7 separate regions of the Mus musculus genome follow, and all the other regions are linked to region 1. Evidence: chromatin contacts called from public Hi-C and HiChIP or PLAC-seq data. All regions are on one chromosome and are shown on one strand. The core of a region is the stretch at or near the end of the contact, and the rest is flanking DNA. Distances in the headings are between cores, read along the strand shown. Region 1 has its middle 120 kb from the start of 4930449C09Rik. Region 2 overlaps Pvt1 (Pvt1 oncogene). Region 3 overlaps Pvt1 (Pvt1 oncogene). Region 4 overlaps Pvt1 (Pvt1 oncogene). Region 5 overlaps Pvt1 (Pvt1 oncogene). Region 6 overlaps Pvt1 (Pvt1 oncogene). Region 7 has its middle 290 kb from the start of Pvt1.

Region 1 (2,636 bases), core at 54-2,553:
TCTTGATTCTTGGCTCTAGAAAATGTGGGAGATTATGAGATAGATAGAATTTTTCGCTGGCCTCCAGAAGCAGAAAGTCCATGTGTATAGATAGGTTTTTTTTTTTTATATCAAAACTTAACAAAATTTAAAAAAAGATGGAAAAGAATACATTGAGTGAGGGAAGCTCTAAGAAAAGGGTACCAAAGGTGCAGTGACCACACAGAGAATGAGTAGAAAGGCAACTGCAAATTCACTTTCAGTTTGTTATTACTTAATCCTCAATGTCTACTCAGGGGTGCCATTTTGGGGCATTTCTCATAGTCTCCTAACTATGTAAGATGCATGAGGACAGTGGCTGTGAATATCATGGCATCACTGTCTCCTTGATGCCTAACCACAGCTCATTCAGAATTCACACTTGCTAACTGACTGTGCATACAAGTGTAAACTAACTGTGAATGCAATGGTAAGTGATAGCATGAATATGGACAGGCTATACATTGGTGAAATGTTTAGGATTCTGGCCTACAGACTTGCTTCTGGAAAAGAGATTTTCTTTTTTAGTTTAAATGCCCTGAATTGTATGTAGCCACATTGGCACCTTTCAAAAGGTAAAGGATTCTTAGACTGTAAGCGTATATACAGTCAGAAAAACTTTCTCCAGCCTCACTGGATTTATAGGGTGAGAAGAGTTATGTGAATCTAGGCCAGAGGCCAAAGTTCCTCATTTCTTCCATCACTGGCAAATTAGGGCCTCAACAAGATATGAATACGTCTGACTTATAAAAATCTGCCCTTGAAATACCAACAGCCCAGAGTCTCTGCTTGCTCTGTTTTCTTCCCACAAGGTCCATGGCATCTGGCTGCTTCAGGCACAGGTCAGTCTCTTGATACAGGTACTTCCAGTATTACTCCACAAAGTCTGTCTCTGCTACTTTCTAGCTGTGTGGCCTCAGCTGGCTGGCGTTACCCTTTAGTGACAAGATGAAGCAGTGAGGACTTCTGATGTCCACCTCAGCTTGAGTGTCAAGAAAACTGAGATCTAATTCAGAGAGAAACCTTAGCTGGCATTGTGATTTATTAGTGGACACATCTGCGAGAGGAAATTTCTCCATCCTTCTAGAAAGCGAGTCTCATTTTCACGTTAGAGCACCAAGGGCAGAGGCTGTATTTTTCTCTGCCCCTATGATGCTTGGACAGTCAAACCCTCAACGAATGTCCTTTAGAGAGGGAGCTTTGTCTGTCTTAAGGTGCCAAGGTCTTGTCTACCGAAGACCCTGTAGGGACTGTCTGTCCCCTGGTGTCCTCTAGATGGCAAGCTCAGTCCAACTTTGGAGTAGTCAGTGCCTCAGGCTGGGCAATACCCTGTCACAGAGTCCTTTATTGGGAATCCAGTTTCATCCAACGCACAATCTTCAGAATGGCTTCAAGGCTCTGCAAATTTTAGGTATGCAGGTTGGATTCCTTCCTTTGCAGGGAGATGATGGGTGTGGCTCTATAAATCTCCCACCTCCCTGATAGAGATATCTGGTAAGAGACAGATTGGATGAAAGACATTGATGACAGCCTCATATGGACTTTCTCAGTTAAATCTCACCACAGCCTACAAAATAACTGGTGGAACTATTTTTCCTCTAGCAGTCACATTCATGTACGTGATCAAACAGCTATTTCTGCACAGCTGGCTTGCTATGCCACACTCACAAAGGTGTAAGTCTCTTGCCCCAGACAATTTCTGTCTTCTTAGTGTTTTACTCAAGAAGAGCAAAGGTCAAAAAAAAAAAAATCAAGGGGGACTATGATCATCTTAATTAATTTTTTTTAACATGTGAGATAATATGGAGGGGATAGTCAGCTTGAGTCAGTGGGGCTGCACTAGTCTGAGCAGTGAGGACCAGAGCCTGAAAGTTTTAACAGAATGGGGTTTTATGTGTCAATGGAATTCTGTCTCAGCTTCCAGAGAGTCTGGTTCACAAGACACAGTCCACGGCAGACATTATAGATGCTTTCTGGCTTGCGAAATGCTTGTCTGCAATTTCTCCAGAAGCAGACTACTACTCTCTTTCTCTCTCCCACATAGTTGAGAGTTGGCTCGTCCTTTCTGGAGAAAAGTAACTGGGGAAACCCATCAATCTTATATTTATACCATTCAATATACATTCATATCCATTTAGATCTATTTAACCTTAATTTCTCTTAAAATATTCCTTATACCCTTTTACATATTTTAAATCCATTCTGACAATGTGCATCTTCAGAACATTAGTTTACAATATATATCTTACTTTCTTTTTGTTTCAGTCTATGCTTTTCCTTGATATTTTATCTAATTCTTTCTTTTGCTTCAAGGATTCTGGAATTCTGAGCTCAGGTCCTCCTGTATATGCAGCAAGCATTTTACTCATTGAGCCATTTCTCCAGCCCTTCTATTTGAAAATTGTATTACTTTTTTCTCTTATGAAATTGTTTATTTTGTTATACATTTTATTTTATGTATGGAATAAAGATACCAATGCTTGGGCCATTTGATAAGCAGGATTTGTAAATTGTTCCCTAAAATTTCTTCTACATATCCATCAAATATATATTCTATGTATAAACCCTCCCTCGTAGTGTAAGCTCTAGTTGTATTGGGGATACCACCCTATAAATGG
Region 2 (2,636 bases), core at 66-2,565, 1.5 Mb after region 1:
CAGATGGTTCTAGGTTTTCTAATACTCCATCCAAAGAATTATTTTTACTATTCTACATCTCTTCATGGATCCTAAACATATAACAAAGAGTTTCTGGTGACCAAGGGTGAAAAGGAGTCTGCGAGTTTGTGGCTGGCTGTTTATTTGGTCAAGTCATCAAGTGTTGCTAAATTGTCCAGAGCCTTGTCTCACTCCAGAGAGCCAAGTACCAGGGAGAAGAGGCCCATACTCACCCATTTTGACCCAGGTTTCCAGTGGCCACTGCCTAGTCCCACTCCATATCAGGCAAGATCTTTGGTGCAGTGACTATAAGCCTTACCGTCACCCAAACTCAGTCAGGGCTTGGCCAAAGGCTGGGAGGTTACACAGATGACTGCTTAGAATCTCTTGCCTTTGTCAGCGCTGGAATCCCACAGGCTAAATATTCACAGGAAGAGGGGGACTGTGTTGTGGTAAATATTATTTGGCGGTTTCTACCCCGCCTTAGGTGATTTGGTTTCCAAAGAAAAGACACAAAATATTTGTATTGATAATAAGCCTTAAAGCATAAGAGCTGGGAAGATACCAACCCTCTATGCTAGTTGGTCTACTTTCCTGTCAGTAACCCCAAGATATCACTTGCCCTGTTGTGCCTGGGCTGCTCCTACACCAACTAGTCATGTGCTCATGATCCACCTACCCCATGGCATCCTCTCTCTCTCTTTATCTCTCTGTCATCTCTATCATCTCTGCCTCAGTCCCCAAGCCCTAGAACCAAAGCCCCCTCCCCGACCTTTCTTCTGCCCAGCTCCAGGCTGTAGGCATCTTTATTAACCAATAGCTTTAAATTAGGGAGCAAGGTTTGCACAACAAAAGCTGACATATGTGTCTAGAGGCAACTAGACATAGGGATACAGAATTTAGAATTACAATACATAGCGACAGACCCAACCACAACAACGGTATGATCCTCACCCCTGCAGGCCAGTGCTGGAGAAGTTCACCCTCCCCCTGGATCTCGTGTGGGAAGGAACTAAAAAGCAAACACTAGCTGACCCGGCCCTGGTGCAACTCAGCTTTGCAGATGGACAAAGCAGAGCTCAAAGAGCTTAAGAAAGCAGAGGGAGAGCAACCAGCTATGAAACTGAAGGCTTCCAAACAGGGTTAATTTTGCTCCAAAGGAGCATTGAGCTCTGGATGCAATCCAGGACTCAACACTATACTTAAGAACAAACACTCTAACGTGCCCTTGCTGAATTATCACTACGGTCTCTCCCTTGCCAGTCCCCTATCCCAGCCAAAGTACATGTACTCTCTGTCAATATCACAGCTTAAGACACAGTAGGCATGAACTGACCGTGTGAAGGCCTTCTTTATGTTTCCTGTGAAACCCAATGAATGCGCTACCCATCTGCTGTTTCCACAGCTTCATACAAATATTATATCTCATGACAAACCCTATCCAGTGTTTATGATCCAGGAGAAATTTCTTCCAAAGATAAACAGGTTTCCTCATTTAAAGCAAGAACAAACGACAGCTTATGGGCCCTTGGCCAGGTCTTGTAAATAAAGTTTTATTGGCACACAGCTACACCCACTCATTTACATACCACCAATGGCAGCTTCCCAGCAGTCTCATTGGGCAGATGAGCAGTAGAGAACTGCAGGGCTCCCAAAGCTGAAAATATTTACTTTCTAGCCCTGGGGAGGAGAAGTTTGCCAAACCTTAATTTAGACAGAAATATAACCCACTCAGCATGCTGTGGTAACTAGGAAACCCAAAGCTAGATTGAACATTAAATTTCCGTGAGTCATGACACATCTTCAGCATTTTCTTATTTCTCTGTGTCTGCATGTTTTGATCTTCCAATTCTACTTCAACAATTTACTTAAAAATAACTAATATTCCCTGAATAGATGTTATATGTCCCCAAACAACCCGCTGACTCAAACGCTCAAATGTGTGTTTTATTTCATTCTCACTGTACCATTGTGGGGGAGATAACAGCCTCCAATCATTGAAAAGAAATGAACGAGAAAGATATGAAGCCACCAGTCAAATGCACAGTGGGAATATTTACTATGCCATGAGTCAACCTAGGGTAATGGAGGGGTTGACTGAAGCACACTAGGTATTCAATATGCACAACAGAGTGGACAGGACCCACACAGTGCCTGCAGTGGCAGCATTCCTCACATGATTATAAGTTACTCTCAGGAGCTGGAAGAATGGCATAGTGGTTAAGGGTACCGGTTACTCTTGCAGAGGACCCTGATTCAATTCCCAGCACTCACCTAACTCAATTCCAACACTCACATGAGAGATAACCACTGCCTATAACTGCAATTCCAGAGTATACGGAGGACTGCAAGCACTGCATGCACGTGCTGTACAGACATGCGTGTACATGCTGTGTAGACATACATGAACATGCTACACAGATATACATGGAGGTAGAACCCCACACACATAAAACAAGTGTGGTTTATGCATAATAAGCATAAAAGCATACATAAATAAGATGTTCTCCATAGGTTACAGAATGTGTGTGTGTGTGTGTGTGTGTGTGTGTGTGTGTGTTGCTGCAGATCAAGCTAAGCAGCCATCTCATAAGGAATCTTCCAGATTCAGAGGGAAGCACAGTTGCCACAGTATT
Region 3 (2,636 bases), core at 80-2,579, 1.5 Mb after region 1:
TCATTTACTCCTTTACAACAAGAAATACAGGATCTGTCACTCGCAGGCTGAATTCATACTGAGAAATGAATGAAAATGCCTACCTTGGGGTTCAGCACACAACAGATACTGTCTAGAAATATCTAGAATAGAAAAATTGAAATATAGAATAACTAGAATAGAGAATAGAATATCTAGAATAGAAAAGACTGACATGTGTACACATGCATACACAGACAGACAGACAGACAGACACAGAGACAGACAGACAGAGATACACCTAGCTGGCCTCTCTGAATAGGCATCAAATTAACCTGTAGAAGAACAGTGAAGACAGGTGAATGTGCTGCTGTCCATGCAATCAACGAGCTAATAGGCACCCCTGCTTACTTCCTTCTTATTGGGGAGGGGGTGGGGGAGACTTAAATGAAGAAAAGAAAATTTAAATAGGGACAGTTGGATCCCAGCATATGCAGCATATGCAGAAGCAACAGCAGCACAAACAGAACAAAACTCCAGCCCTGCCTGCCCCAGAAGTGACTGTCAGTCAGTCCTACCCCAGCACTGCTTCTCCAGGGAGCAGCTGGCAAGCCACCATCACGAAGCCAGCAGTCTGTATGTTGCAGGCCCACAAATCCCAGCTCTCAGGATACGAAGCAGGGAGGATCATTTCACAGTTATCCCTCGACTACACAGTGAGTTTGAGGCCAGCCTAGGTGACACGAGATAGGGTCTCTGAAACATAAAATGAATTGAAAATCACTTTAACTTTCCCCACATCCCTCAAGAATAGATTCTCCCTCCCAAGAAGGGAGTCCCCATAATTTCAGGAAGCATCTAAAGACTTTTAAACCTTACAGAGCTCGTAAAGACAATAGTCCAGAATTTCCAGCTCAAAGCTTGGGAGAAACATTTGCATTTGTCTTTTCCTCAATTGAAATTCTCAAGGTAACTGAACCAAGGCTGCTCATCTCTCCTCTCTTTCTCTAGAATGCCCATCGTGACGGCTCAGGGGCACCCTCAGGCAGCTTCCCTGCCACTCAGATCTCAGACACCCGAAGCAGCACAGGGAGGTGGTATTCCTAGGAAATCTGTGTGACAGAAGCAGGAAGCAGGGCAAAGTGGCCCTGCCGAGTTTTCCAGAGGAAATGAGTCAAGGGGTGTTATGCAGTCACACATGGCCAGGCGAGGAAACGGCATTGTCTGGGGACCAGCACACAGAGCCTTATATAAGGGGCACCCTCTCACTTTCTGGCTGTGGCCGTATTTGGGGATTGGCAGACCCATGAGAAGGGGCACCTCTGGCCTATGTAAACAAGAGCTGCATTAGGGTGGCAGGCAGAGGTCTGGGTGTGGATTCTCACTGGCTCAATGCTAGGGAGGAAACTGACTCACATGTCTTCATGCTGAGCCACACACTGGTTAGGCTGCTGCTCTGAGGACAGACTACCAGTCTCCATCTGCACAAAGTATGCCTTCAATACATGCCAATCTGGGTCCTAAGGAAAAAACACGGTGCCACCCTATCACAGACAGAGAAGTAAAGCAGAAAGACACAGGGTCCTAAGGCTGCAGGAAAGTCTGGCCAGGGGTCCCTGGCAGTGTAGGAGAGGAAAACAAATGGCTGGAGTTCACAAGACATCTTCGAAATGAGCACACCTTCTCACAGAAATGAGACATCTTCGAAATGCCCCACAAGCAGCAAGCACAGAGAGACAGGAAGTCAGAAACACAGCAATCCTGCTGCATGAACCAGAGTGGCCCCTTACCACATTGAGCAGATTCTACAAATCCAACGGAATCAATTCAGTGGATGCAGCCCTTGATATAGTACAGAAGAGGAGAGAGAATCAGCTGCAAAGAAAGGGATTCTCTGGAAGGCCGCACGTGCAGACCAGCTTTGCAGCGCCCACACATACATGTGCAAACACATACACCTTCTTTTCAAAAGCTGAAGCCAGGTCTCTGGCTGAACTCAATCCTCCATGGACTTTGAAGAATCAGCATTGAAGCCGCACAGTGCTTGTGTGCGCCTTTAATCCCAGCACTGGGGAGGCAGGGGCAGGTGCATCTCTTGAGTTTGAGGCCAGCCTGCTCTACAGAGGGAGTTCCAGGACAGTCAGAGCTACACAAAGAAACCCTGTCTCAGAAAGAAAGAAAGAAAGAAAGAAAGAAAGAAAGAAAGAAAGAAAGAAAGAAAGAAAGAAAGAAAGAAAGAAAGAAAGAAAGAAAGAGGGAGGGAGGGAGGGAGGGAGGTAGGGAGGGAGGGAGGGAGGGAGGGAGGGAGGGAGGGAAGGAGGGAAGGAAGGAAGGAAGGAAGGAAGGAAGGAAGGAAGGAAGGAAGGAAGGAAGGAAAAGAAAAACAAACAAACAAAAAAATCAGAATTGAAGCCAGGTTTGTTTGAGGTTTCATCAAAGGGAAAAAAAATTCAGAGAGTTTTAGAAAGTTGGAGGTGCAGGACAAAATATTTGGTCCCTGTGTCATGTTAGCAGAGAACCTGACCTCATGCCTCATCACTCCTGTGTGCTGTGTATGAGTTTCCCACCTCAAGGACCCTGGGAGAAGTCTACTTCAAGGTAAAATCTAAGGCAGACACTGATGTGTAACTGACATCTGTCAATTCCCGCTCAAGCTCACAGCTATCTGGATTTCAGTT
Region 4 (2,636 bases), core at 84-2,583, 1.4 Mb after region 1:
CCCACGCAGCATCATGTTTCTTCCCTGGCACACAGCAGTCACTCATTCCTTGCACATATTCCTGTTTTCAGAAGATAGATGGGCTAAATCTTACAGAGCTGTCCAACCTTTTGCTATTGCGATATGATAGTGTCATCTATGAAAGTAGTGAACTGCATTAACAGCTATCGTAAGACTCAAGTGGCCTATTGGCCACAGGTTAGACACACCTGGTTCCAAATGGCTAAACTAGTATCCTGGGTAACACCTAAGGGTGTCAAAGATTTGATCACTAATTGGTGAGGTCATATATCCTTGACTCCCCAGCACAGCTAAAAAAAAAAAAAAAAAGCCATCGAGGAAAAACACCCTCAAGAAATGCAACTCAGGCAGTGTGTGAAGCCTTTCCTCTGCACAGCGGTGACCTAAAGAGAATGGCAGGGACTGCTATCAGTCCCAGTTAGGGCTTAAGAAGCCAAGGCTCAGAAGAGCCATGAACAGAACATTGGGGCTCCACAGAGGAGAAGCTCGGAGGGGTAGGGGAAGGTATAGCTTCTACAAACTGGGAACTGGAAGACGGGATGCTCTCAGGTCAGTGAGGGCCACTATGATTCTATGGAGAAAGGCTATTTGTCCCAAGAACTCTGGTTTCTAAGCCAAGCTCCCTGAGCAGTAGGCACACATGGGGTCAGGGTAACATCATGTGCGAAGAATGGAGCAGATAACAGGTGTAAACATGGTCACTGGTGAAACTGAGGATTCGGTGAAGTGTGGGAGGAAGAAGGGTCCTAGAAGGTCGATGGTGCCGGTAGATTTCCCTGAACCATGAGAAGCCCGTCATCTCACTGTTGTCCACCTCAAACTTTCCTTTTCATACCTACCCTTGCATTCACCTTTCTTTTATAAGAACCTTCCTACCATAGGGGTGTCAAGTGATGAAGTCACCACCCAAAGTAGTTTCATTTCTCCAACCTCAAAACCCTCCTTTCCTGCCGCACACTCACAGCTTGTCACCCAGAACATCAAAGCCATTGCTTTCCGGAAAGCTTCTCTGATCACCTGGGTGACTTGTGGAGATAAAAACAACCTACCCCACACTAGAGATCATCTACTTCCTGCTATGTCTTGGTCAAGGCAAGAGCTGGAAAATGGGGCCAGAGTGTACCAACAAACACTTCCCAAAGAGTTGTAAGGTCCCAACCCAAAAGCACTTTCTACCAAGGGCTCTTGCCAAGGCAGACAGTTGTACCAAGCTATCTCTGTCTTTTTCAAATAGAAACTATAATGGTCTCATGTTCACTCTGTAGAGTCTCTACTTACTGAACTGTAATGACAGCTCATTTGCATACAGGAAAAGTAAGTCAAGCAGTTACACACACTCTGGGCTGTAGTTTTTGGTGACTCACAGAAGAAAGCGTATAGATTATTTCCATTCGGCTCCATCCTCCAATTACTTAAGTGATGGAAAGTCACAGAGCCAATGGGACCCCTGGGGAAGTTCCAAGCTACTGGGAATTCAAACAGTTAATGTAAGTTTAGCAGGGAGTTTCCCGTGGTGCACAGGTGCACCATCAGGTGGGCCGTGATGGAGAGTCCCACCCCTGAGACACCTCGCACCTCATCTCAAGAAATGATCTTCTAGAAAGACAAGGAAATACCGAGTCCCAGGGCCCATGATCCAGGAAGTCACATCTCCAGGTCTACTCTTCCAGGAAGCCAGTGTTGAACCTACCTCATATTATAAACTTCCTATTTGTAGCCATGGTGCACGACTCGTATAAGGAGCTCAGTAGTAGAACATTGTCCAAATAGTAACCACTTGCTGAATGAATAGTGCTTGGGTGAAAACATTCCCTAAATACTGATTGCTTATTTTGTGCTAGGTACCATGCATCCATCATTAAAAACAGTTGCTTGGTACAACCAACTGACACTCAGCTGCCAGCTTCTTTGGAGACAACTTTAGCTGAACAGGGTCAGACTCAAGTATCCTTCCAGGCAAAGCTACATTGTCACTGATCAACCGTCATGCCACCACAATTCAGGACAGTTCTCAAAGAGCATTCTAGTGTGGTCTATGCAGAGCTCTCTCTGAGGCTATGCTATGCTCAGACACCTTCACAGCTTGATGGCTCCTTCCAATCCTGATTCCTTCCATGCGTTTCACAATTGTTGATCCCAATGTACTCCAGAGTAAGCATCCTGCTTATTAACCTACACACTGATACCTGCCTCAGAGAAAAATTCAGCATGTAAGATGCAGGATCTCATGACCCATCTGTGGTGGCCCAGGCCTGTAACCCCAGCATTCAGGCAACTGAGATATGACGATTAGTAATTCAGGCTAGCCTGGGTTAGATGGAAAGTTACAGGCCAACGAGGGTAGTTTTTTATTTGTTTTTGTTTTGTTTTGTTTGTTTTTTTACTTTGTTTATTTGGGTTTTTGTTTTGTTTTGTTTTTAATGATGGATTCTCAAGGCTCTGTGTTATCACATAAAAGCTCTAGTAAGGCAGGTAACATCCCTATAGATGAGGAAACAATGCATCGACAAGAGTATGGGATTCAAGGCTCACAACTATGACTAATGAGCAGGAGCTATGAAAAAGGTTCAGATCTTCATGTTTGTTGCAGTGTGTGCCTAAGTCCTAGGCCATTA
Region 5 (2,636 bases), core at 85-2,584, 1.4 Mb after region 1:
GTGAGCTTTTCCTCAGAACAGGTCTCGGGGTCTGCATAAACTCTTTTCCTTCAGAAAGCCATGGCCTTGAAATTGAGACCCTCAAAACTAGTCATGGGAGAGATAGAAAGATCTGACATCACTTCATCCTGCTATAGACAAAGAAACTGAGGCTTTAAGGGGACCACTTGGCAAGTAACACAGGGATGGCACGTTCTGTGTAGACCTTCTGTGTAGATACTGTCTGAATTAGGAAAGTACCAGCAGTGTGTCAGAGGGAGAACAAACTCCAGGTCTGTCCTCCCGATAGAAGCTGAGCATTTCACAGTTCAGTCACCCTGTGGATGCATCCATACAACTCAACTTCCAGGACAGAGCACAAGGCACAGAGCCTCTAGGAAGCTGACTTGGGAGGAGCATAGAAGCGTTCCAACAGCTTGGTTTTAGTAGGAACAGAGATACCCTACCCTACAGAGCCATTGCATAGAAAGCCAGGCTTTGTCCATGCAGCAGGGGATTGCCTGTGCTCCTAGAAAGGGGAGCCTGACACAGGCTGGGGCTCCGCCTCCACCCAATGTTGGCCTGCACCATTATGAGGTTCCCCTCTTCCTTTCTCACTCCCCTCTGCCTAGTCGCTATCAGAGCATCCACATGCAAAAATCTCTAAAGGACCCACTTCTGACAAGGCAAGCCTAGCAGGCCTGGTTGTCATAAGAGATGAAGGCCAGCTGATGCCTGCAACAGCATCAGCTGTCCACTCCTAGGCATCAAGCCCTTCCCACCACCCACCGTGCCAGCCCAGGACATAGAGGTCTGGCAGCCATTGAAAAGAAAAGCTCCTATCTCTGACTCCTCAGCCTCTGATAAGAAATGTCATCCCTTGCTGGGTAATATTACTCTGCTAGATAAGGATCTCTATCTCCTCCAACATATGGCTCACTACAGAACACAGGGTCTGCTGGAGCAGGATAATTTATGCGCTTAAGCTGCAAACCCTGGGCAGTTTGAGAAGTGCATCGAACAGAACAAGAGTCAAATTATAACCTCTTCTGACCTGGCCTTGGGATTCCTCCCTGAGAAATGACAGCAACCTCCTCTACTCTACACACAATAAGCACTTTCACCCTCCTGCTGTCTCTAAAGGGCATTTGCACCAGCGTTATCAAGGCTCATCCTCACCAGGACCTCCAAAGCCGCACTTAAGTCTTCTTTTGCAGATCAGGAAATTGAGATTCAACAAGGGTGAGTAACACAGCCAAGGTCACCCAGGCAGCCGTACCCAGAGCACAGACTCAAACCCCAACAGATCTGACTCACCAGCACACTGTCAGATGGGGAGGCTGATCCAAGCCTCTGGGTTGTCTCTGCTCCAACAACTAAATCAATTAAGTCAGATCTGCCCAGGCTTAACTGGCAATGTCAGCTCCACACTGTAATCTCAAAGGTCCATTTCGATCATTCACCGCTCCTGATTTCTCTGAAGCCTGGGAAGGATGAGGAAGCCTTGTTGAGTCAAGATACTCAAGGAGAGGAAGGGGGCAGGGATGGGACCAGAAGAGGGAGAGAGGAGAGTGGGACTTAGATACTGGCTTCATGCACTCAAGGAGTAGAAGGTAGAAAGAAATTGCGGGAAAATTCTCTCTTCTCTATTGATTCATTCATTCGTTCATTCATTTGTTCATTCATTCGTATCCCTGGACAATCCATTACATGTCCATTCTGGCTTGGCCCTGGTAATCTCACTGTATCTGTAAGCAGTGCTAGACTAGACTTCATGAAAGACTGACAGGTCAGCGAAGAGACAGAGATAACAGAACATGACAGGGGTACCGTGTCTGCAGTAGATTGAATGGCTGATGTGGGGGACCGTGGCTGTGTGTTAAGGAGGAGATGGAAGTGAACCTCACACTCTGCTATTTTATACCCTCCTTTAAAAAAGCCAAGTCATCATGGCTAAGATTGGTGCTATTCTTTAGAGTGATTATTTCAACCATGTTCTGCATTGCCTCCAAGATCCATTAGTAACTACAATTGAACAATTTTAATTGACAAATAAAAATTACACATATTTATGGTATATATAATTGGTATATGGTATATATAATATGGCATATTTTATATATATATGCACATTGTAGAAGTCTAAATTCAACTAATTAATATGTGCATAAGTCATATACTTTTCTTTCCAGCTGACTCTTTTAAATAGCTATATAGCATTTCATTTTATAAAGATGTCCCAATTCAATAACCACAGCTAATAAAACTGAAGAGAGAAGTTACCCAGCCCTTCGCTAGGCAATCTCTAGGAGCTACTTCAGCTCCTTAGGGTGGCCGTACCTAAGACATCTTTCAGATATCCTTCAGATACATGAAGGATACAAGATGCGGTTAATTAATAACAGACTCAAAACCATCCTGAGTTATCACATTTGTAGAATCTCTCTTTGGTCCACTTGAAAGTGAGGAAAGTAAGAAAGGAGAAATAAATTTAGTGTTGTGGGTGGGCCACTTATGGAAAAAAGGACTAAGATGGGTCAGGGTGGATGGCTGGTTCTAATTTCAGTCTCTTTTACTACTGTCATGTGACCTTGATGTCATTGGGGACCTCAGCTTATCCCACGGCAGAGTGGAATAGGAATGGACCTGTCAGACAA
Region 6 (2,636 bases), core at 40-2,539, 1.3 Mb after region 1:
TTTAATGATGTCAGGTAACAGCCAGGTTCTATCATACCCCAGCCACAGAACTACGGGCAAGAACCTCCGCACATTTCCTCATCTGTAAAACTGTCTGATGGGTCACAAAAAGGGCTATGATGACGATCACAAGCTATAGGAGATGGTTGGTGAAGACACTCAGCAAGTGCCTTTCAAATAATATCACTGGGTACCTGATATGCAATCTAAGCAAGCACACTTCCTTATGGCAGTCTGGGGATGGGGTAGATTCTAGAGTTATTTAATGTTGCAATGGTGAGAAGCTGAGAAATGTGCCCAGGCATTCAAACTGTAAGTTGTAGTGACCGGGCTGACATGCAGTCTGACCCCAGAGCTGCAGACACTGTCAGGAGGTTGGGCATGATCCAGAGATGCCACCACCCACACTGCTTCAGGGAGCCAATGCCATTTCTGTGCAGGAACAAGGATCTAGAATTTCCCATCAGAGTTGAGTCTGTACAGATTTCTGTTTTGTCAGTATTGGTGGAAAGCCTACATTGTTGGCCATAAGGAGATGCTATATAGAAGACTGTTTGCCGGGTGTGGTGGTGCATGCCTTTAATCCCAGCACTCGGGAGGCAGAGGCAGACGGATTTCTGAGTTCGAGGCCAGCCTGGTCTACAAAGTGAGCTTCAGGACAGCCAGAACTATACAGAGAAACCCTGTCTCGGATTTAAAAAAGAAGAAGAAGAAGAAGTCTGTTTTGACTGGTCTGTCCGAACAGCTATAATAGCGAGAAACTTTTCTTCCCAGTCTTGGGAGCATGCCCAGTAGCACAGTGCTGTTTTTCAATGAAGTAAATTTTTATAATTAAGCAGTTGACTTGGATAAGACTTAACATCTCTGGTCCCAGGGGGATAACTTTTACAGTAGAATCAACATAATAAAGACCCCTGAGACCAGGCTAACTACTGTGCTGCACGGAACAGCTAGGATTCAGGTGCATATATTTCTGTGACCAGAGGGGGCTGGAGAGATGGCTCAGTGGTTAAGAGCACTGACTGTTCTTCCAAAGGTCCTGAGTTTAATTCCCAGCAACCACATGATGGCTCACAACCACCCATAATGAGATCTGATGCCCTCTTCTGGTGCATCTGAAGACAGCTACAGTATACTTACATATAATAATAAATAAATCTTTAAAAAAAAAAAAAAAAAAAAAAAAAAAAAAAAAAAAAAAAGGAAGATGTGACCAGAGTCTCTTCTGCACTCTGGTTGGCATCTCAGATGGAAATGCCAGTTCATGTCCTAAAAAGGGAATGTCATAAGAAGCAGAAGGAAATGGGGCTTGACTGGTCATCATTGCCACAGACAAGCTCTTGCTAACAACAGCTCAACACAACCTGATTTAGAGATCTGACTTCATCCTTCTCACAGAGCACAGTTTGGCTAAAGAGCCATGAAGCAATGCCATTTGACTCCTTCTAGTTGGCAATGGTCCAAGGAGATCACTTTCTGGCCCAGATCACAAGCAGTATTATACCTCGGTGTTACATTGTGGAAAATGGGGCAACAGTTATACATCTCTGATACAAAGCCATATTTCTTCTGATCTCTCCATTTATCACAAACTTGAGTCTTCAGGCTTTTACTTTTCATCTGGGCACAGCCTTGTCTTTGTGCTCATCAGCCTTCTAATCAGAAGTTTTCAGACATGAATCTTTTGAAAGGAGAAGTATCCTCCAATCAGAGGCAGGCTGTAGTTTCACTGGCAAGATTTGTTTCTCTCTCTGTAAGCATAAATTAATGGAGAGCTACACCTTTCTTTTCTTTCTTTTTGGGTGGCGTCTAGATTGGAAGAAACATAGTAGCTGCTGCAAAGCCTGTTGCATTTAAACAAAACTTACTTTCAGACTGATCAATGGCAACATCTACATGAGTACTCCTAACACAGAGGTGAGAAGTTTGATGTGCTTAATACTGAAAGTCATTTGCCCAGTTGCCTAGTGTGCAGGAGAATTACAGTGGGGACTGCATTTCATTGCCGAGTACAAATTATGGCAGAACTTGGTGTTTTAAAACACCAGTCATTTCGTACTGCTTGTCATGATTTTGGTCAGGAATCTGGGAAGGACTTGGTGGGGTGGTTCTCACTGGGGATTTCCCATGCCCTGGTACTCACATGTCACTTAGATTGTGGTCATACAGAAATGCCAAAGGCCTAAATAGTCAAGATGACCATCGCTGGCAGGGAGCTAATCCAAGGCCATAGCTAGGTTAAGAGTGGCTCTTCAGCATCACCCTCACCATGTTCTCCTGGTGCTTCTACTCCAAGAACACAAGGCAGGAGCTGCATACAACAGTCACCAGTCTGCACATATTTCAAGGAAAAGACAGAACTCCTGTGTTCCAATAGAAAGCCCATAAATGCCAAGCCATTCTGTCCATAAACCCCCATAGAAGAGAATGCTGCTTAGACTAAGACTGCTCAAAGATACCTAGGGAGAGAGGAAGGGAGATTATCTAATGAGTGCAAGGTTCATTCAATCACCTCCACAGCATCACCAATGTACTCATTTCCAAACATTTCTTCATCTCTGGTCCTTGTGTTGAGAGCATATCCAGAACTCTTCAAGAAGTCGTCTCAAGGCCCATTTCAAAGGTTCTAAAAAAAA
Region 7 (2,636 bases), core at 80-2,579, 1.3 Mb after region 1:
TCTGTGTGTGTGTGTGTGTGTGTGTGTGTGTGTGAGAGAGAGAGAGAGAGAGAGAGAGAGAGACAGAGAGAGAGACAGAGAGAGAGACAGACAGACAGACAGACAGACAATCAGAAAGGCTGATGATATAATGGTATATTTGGGAAACTATTTAAGAACACATAGAGGCCTACAACCCTGAAAGGACATCTGTTTCAATCCCCTTACTTTATAGTTGAGAATATCAACACTATGTAAGAACAAGGGCACAAGAACTCCCTGCCTGAACTCCTCAGGGAGAGATTGACACCAGTAGGACCCCTGGTTTCTGATACCCACTTAGCTCCTTGCTTTTTCTGAGATTTCATTCCATGTCACAGGCAGGCTTTCGACTGCCCTTCCTCAAATCAAAGGAAATATCTGTTCCCCACCAAGCAGATTCTTGTGAAAGAAATCTTGTGAAAGCACCTCTCATCTGTTTTCCCTCTATCTGTGCATTGATGGAGGTCAAGTGAAGGTCAGGGAATGCCCCGATGACTGGACTTCTGGGTCTCCACACCCAAGAATGCAGCCAAGCTTCAAATAAATCAGACTGCGAGCAAGAATTCAGACGGGCTCCCCCAAGTTCCAGGCTTCCTTTTCCTGGTAGAAGTCATCAGCTGTCTTGTTGCTAGGAGACCAGTGGAGGTGGAAAGTAAAATAGCCATAGTTTTCTAACTTATCTGAAAATGCAGTTTGTCTTTGCTCCCTTGGGGGTTCAGCTTCCTTAAGAGCAGGCTATCACAGCCAGGCAGAGAGAGACCTTTCTTCCTTCCTTCCTCTCTTTCTTTCTTTCTTTCTTTCTTTCTTTCTTTCTTTCTTTCTTTCTTTCTTTCTTTCATGAAATGGATAGAGCTTTTCCTGGGCATAGAGTGTCATACAGCAGAGACCAGGGAGCTGCCAATTACTGATGCAATGTTTGGGAAAGAGTTGCTGAGCACACATGACTCAACAAAATATGACAATTTGCGTCCCTATCTCTTGGAAAGTTGTACTTATCAGAACCAATAAGAGCGGTGCGGTCAGTAAGCACACGGAGCTGTATTTATCATGAGGGAATTGAGTAGGAATTAAAGCCCCGAGGATTGTGAGTGGAGGAGATGATTTGAGTCACTATCTGTCCGGGACTTTCCTTTTCGGTGGCATTCCAATAGCACAGACCTCACCCTGGCAAACCATAGCATTGCTCAATATTAAAAACATTTGCCTGGAATGCAGGACATGTGAACTCAGACACCCCCTACAGCTTCACAGTGTGATCCCAGCATGCTGCATTCACTGTAAACACCACGGCTTTCAGGAGAACAAGGACAGTGCCCAGAGGTGACACAAACCACAGGCAGAGAGTGTGGCAACAAGAACCTTCCCAGCCTTCGCACAGCACTTAACACCACCCCACTGATGACCCTGGCAGAGATGGAAAGGGATCCCATGGGAGGAAACCAGTGCATTCTTTTACCCTTAGAAGAAAGTAAGAATGGAAACTGATTTCCTCTTTCTCTGGTGGTGTGCTTGGTTGTCTGAAGCAGAAAAGTATAACTGAAAGGAAGGAAGCAAGGAAGCAAGGAAGCAAGGAAGCAAGGAAGGAAGGAAGGAAGGAAGGGAGGAAGAGAGAGAGAGAGAGAGAGAGAGAGAGAGAGAGAGAGAGAGAGAGAGAGAGAAGAAAAGAAAAGAAAAGAAAAGAAAAGAAAAGAAAAGAAAAGAAAAGAAAAGAAAAGAAAAGAAAAGAAACGAAAAGAAAAGAAAAGAGAAAAGAGAAGGAAGGGAAGAAGGGAGAAAACAAGGAAGGAGGGAGAGAGGGAAGTAAGGGGCCACACAATTTACTCCCAACAAACGTTAGGAGAGTAAATAATGAGGTCATCAAACTCCCCATCCTTTTCTTGTCTAGGGATCCTCCCAGTTCAGCTGAGACAAAGTAGCAACCCTTGTTAAACTTGCTAAACTGTGAGTGAGAATATAACTCTGCATACTCTAAAGCCTATTTAATCTGTGCAGTGTCTGCCAGAGCTCAGGGGTTTGCCAGTGCAGGGCTAAAGGCAGACACAACATTTCTGACTGACTACAGCAGGTCACTGCCCACCCTGCCCCCACCACCACTTTCAAAGTCAGAAGAGAAACTCTCCTCACACACTGCTGACTGCTCAGGCCAGCTGTCAAAGACGATGTCCACTCTTTCACACAGGACAGCAATTAGCCAAAATCATCCCAAATTGCTGCCACTGAAAATCTCTAATTGCCCATCGGGGTTTGTGGTTTTGTCTACAAAGAGAGTCATACAGAAGGGGCAACTAAAGGGCTGTGCAATGAGGGTTTCTAGGCAAGCTTAAGCATGCGTCTTCCGAAGCAGAGGGTCAAGCTCAGGAAGACGAAAGACATAGAATGTAAAGGTGACCTTTATAGTCTCAAACTCTGGAGGAAGTAGAGAAGCATGAGGTCAGAAGACAGGCTCATAATCCCACTGACATTGGCAGATCCCAGCACAGTGTTGGTTGTAGACTATGTGACATAGTCACTATATTTAAGGAAGAATCAAAATGTGGCGTCAACAGAAGAAGTGTCACTTCTGGAGTTCACTCATACCCATCATATATGACCTTGGGTAAGTCAAGGCTTCCTCC

The links. HiChIP or PLAC-seq counts read pairs in DNA pulled down with a chosen protein or histone mark. Hi-C and Micro-C count contacts between places; a contact is called where the count stands out from the background.
Region 2: a contact with region 1 is called in a Hi-C map of bone marrow-derived macrophages, with 12 read pairs. The contact joins two enhancer-like sites. A contact is called at or near these places in 2 of 15 datasets of contacts at CTCF or cohesin (large pre-B cells and pro-B cells), 3 of 484 Hi-C or Micro-C datasets (bone marrow-derived macrophages, embryonic fibroblasts and uterus) and 5 of 115 datasets of contacts at active chromatin or transcription factors (acute myeloid leukemia, embryonic fibroblasts, large pre-B cells and 2 more).
Region 3: a contact with region 1 is called in a Hi-C map of bone marrow-derived macrophages, with 9 read pairs. The contact joins two enhancer-like sites. A contact is called at or near these places in 1 of 15 datasets of contacts at CTCF or cohesin (large pre-B cells), 2 of 484 Hi-C or Micro-C datasets (bone marrow-derived macrophages and liver) and 5 of 115 datasets of contacts at active chromatin or transcription factors (T-cell acute lymphoblastic leukemia, acute myeloid leukemia, bone marrow-derived macrophages and 2 more).
Region 4: a RAD21 HiChIP or PLAC-seq map of pro-B cells shows a contact between it and region 1, with 18 times the contacts expected there. The contact joins two enhancer-like sites. A contact is called at or near these places in 2 of 15 datasets of contacts at CTCF or cohesin (large pre-B cells and pro-B cells), 2 of 484 Hi-C or Micro-C datasets (the G1E-ER4 cell line and bone marrow-derived macrophages) and 5 of 115 datasets of contacts at active chromatin or transcription factors (T-cell acute lymphoblastic leukemia, bone marrow-derived macrophages, extraembryonic endoderm stem cells and 2 more).
Region 5: a Hi-C map of the N1E-115 cell line shows a contact between it and region 1, with 7 times the contacts expected there. The contact joins two enhancer-like sites. A contact is called at or near these places in 1 of 15 datasets of contacts at CTCF or cohesin (large pre-B cells), 3 of 484 Hi-C or Micro-C datasets (the G1E-ER4 cell line, the N1E-115 cell line and bone marrow-derived macrophages) and 1 of 115 datasets of contacts at active chromatin or transcription factors (acute myeloid leukemia).
Region 6: a contact with region 1 is called in an H3K4me3 HiChIP or PLAC-seq map of bone marrow-derived macrophages, with 12 times the contacts expected there. The contact joins two enhancer-like sites. A contact is called at or near these places in 6 of 484 Hi-C or Micro-C datasets (the N1E-115 cell line, bone marrow-derived macrophages, embryonic fibroblasts and 2 more) and 1 of 115 datasets of contacts at active chromatin or transcription factors (bone marrow-derived macrophages).
Region 7: a RAD21 HiChIP or PLAC-seq map of pro-B cells shows a contact between it and region 1, with 18 times the contacts expected there. The contact joins two enhancer-like sites. A contact is called at or near these places in 3 of 15 datasets of contacts at CTCF or cohesin (the NIH/3T3 cell line, large pre-B cells and pro-B cells), 12 of 484 Hi-C or Micro-C datasets (the AML12 cell line, the G1E-ER4 cell line, the N1E-115 cell line and 7 more) and 7 of 115 datasets of contacts at active chromatin or transcription factors (the NIH/3T3 cell line, T-cell acute lymphoblastic leukemia, acute myeloid leukemia and 4 more).

What each region holds. Positions count from the first base shown.
Region 1 is chr15:63,600,413-63,603,048 of GRCm38.p6, reverse strand. No RefSeq gene overlaps it. Among named protein-coding and RNA genes, the nearest start is that of 4930449C09Rik, 120 kb to the left of the region's middle. Within about 2 kb of position 1,303, at least 38 of the 459 cell types and tissues checked have an H3K27ac peak or open chromatin away from gene starts, as enhancers often do. A contact at or near this core is called in the G1E-ER4 cell line, the N1E-115 cell line, the NIH/3T3 cell line and 5 more, where this site is marked.
Region 2 is chr15:62,111,345-62,113,980 of GRCm38.p6, reverse strand. The region is part of intron 1 of Pvt1 (Pvt1 oncogene); the gene reads right to left. Among named protein-coding and RNA genes, the nearest start is that of Pvt1, 75 kb to the right of the region's middle. Within about 2 kb of position 1,315, at least 19 of the 459 cell types and tissues checked have an H3K27ac peak or open chromatin away from gene starts, as enhancers often do. A contact at or near this core is called in bone marrow-derived macrophages, where this site is marked.
Region 3 is chr15:62,137,969-62,140,604 of GRCm38.p6, reverse strand. The region is part of intron 1 of Pvt1 (Pvt1 oncogene); the gene reads right to left. Among named protein-coding and RNA genes, the nearest start is that of Pvt1, 100 kb to the right of the region's middle. Within about 2 kb of position 1,329, at least 73 of the 459 cell types and tissues checked have an H3K27ac peak or open chromatin away from gene starts, as enhancers often do. A contact at or near this core is called in bone marrow-derived macrophages, where this site is marked.
Region 4 is chr15:62,168,183-62,170,818 of GRCm38.p6, reverse strand. The region is part of intron 1 of Pvt1 (Pvt1 oncogene); the gene reads right to left. Among named protein-coding and RNA genes, the nearest start is that of Pvt1, 130 kb to the right of the region's middle. Within about 2 kb of position 1,333, at least 65 of the 459 cell types and tissues checked have an H3K27ac peak or open chromatin away from gene starts, as enhancers often do. A contact at or near this core is called in T-cell acute lymphoblastic leukemia and pro-B cells, where this site is marked.
Region 5 is chr15:62,221,564-62,224,199 of GRCm38.p6, reverse strand. The region is part of intron 2 of Pvt1 (Pvt1 oncogene); the gene reads right to left. Among named protein-coding and RNA genes, the nearest start is that of Pvt1, 180 kb to the right of the region's middle. Within about 2 kb of position 1,334, at least 62 of the 459 cell types and tissues checked have an H3K27ac peak or open chromatin away from gene starts, as enhancers often do. A contact at or near this core is called in the G1E-ER4 cell line, the N1E-115 cell line and bone marrow-derived macrophages, where this site is marked.
Region 6 is chr15:62,250,989-62,253,624 of GRCm38.p6, reverse strand. All of the region lies in intron 4 of Pvt1 (Pvt1 oncogene), which reads right to left. Among named protein-coding and RNA genes, the nearest start is that of Pvt1, 210 kb to the right of the region's middle. Within about 2 kb of position 1,289, at least 14 of the 459 cell types and tissues checked have an H3K27ac peak or open chromatin away from gene starts, as enhancers often do. A contact at or near this core is called in bone marrow-derived macrophages, where this site is marked.
Region 7 is chr15:62,327,119-62,329,754 of GRCm38.p6, reverse strand. No RefSeq gene overlaps it. Among named protein-coding and RNA genes, the nearest start is that of Pvt1, 290 kb to the right of the region's middle. Within about 2 kb of position 1,329, at least 150 of the 459 cell types and tissues checked have an H3K27ac peak or open chromatin away from gene starts, as enhancers often do. A contact at or near this core is called in the G1E-ER4 cell line, the N1E-115 cell line, the NIH/3T3 cell line and 4 more, where this site is marked.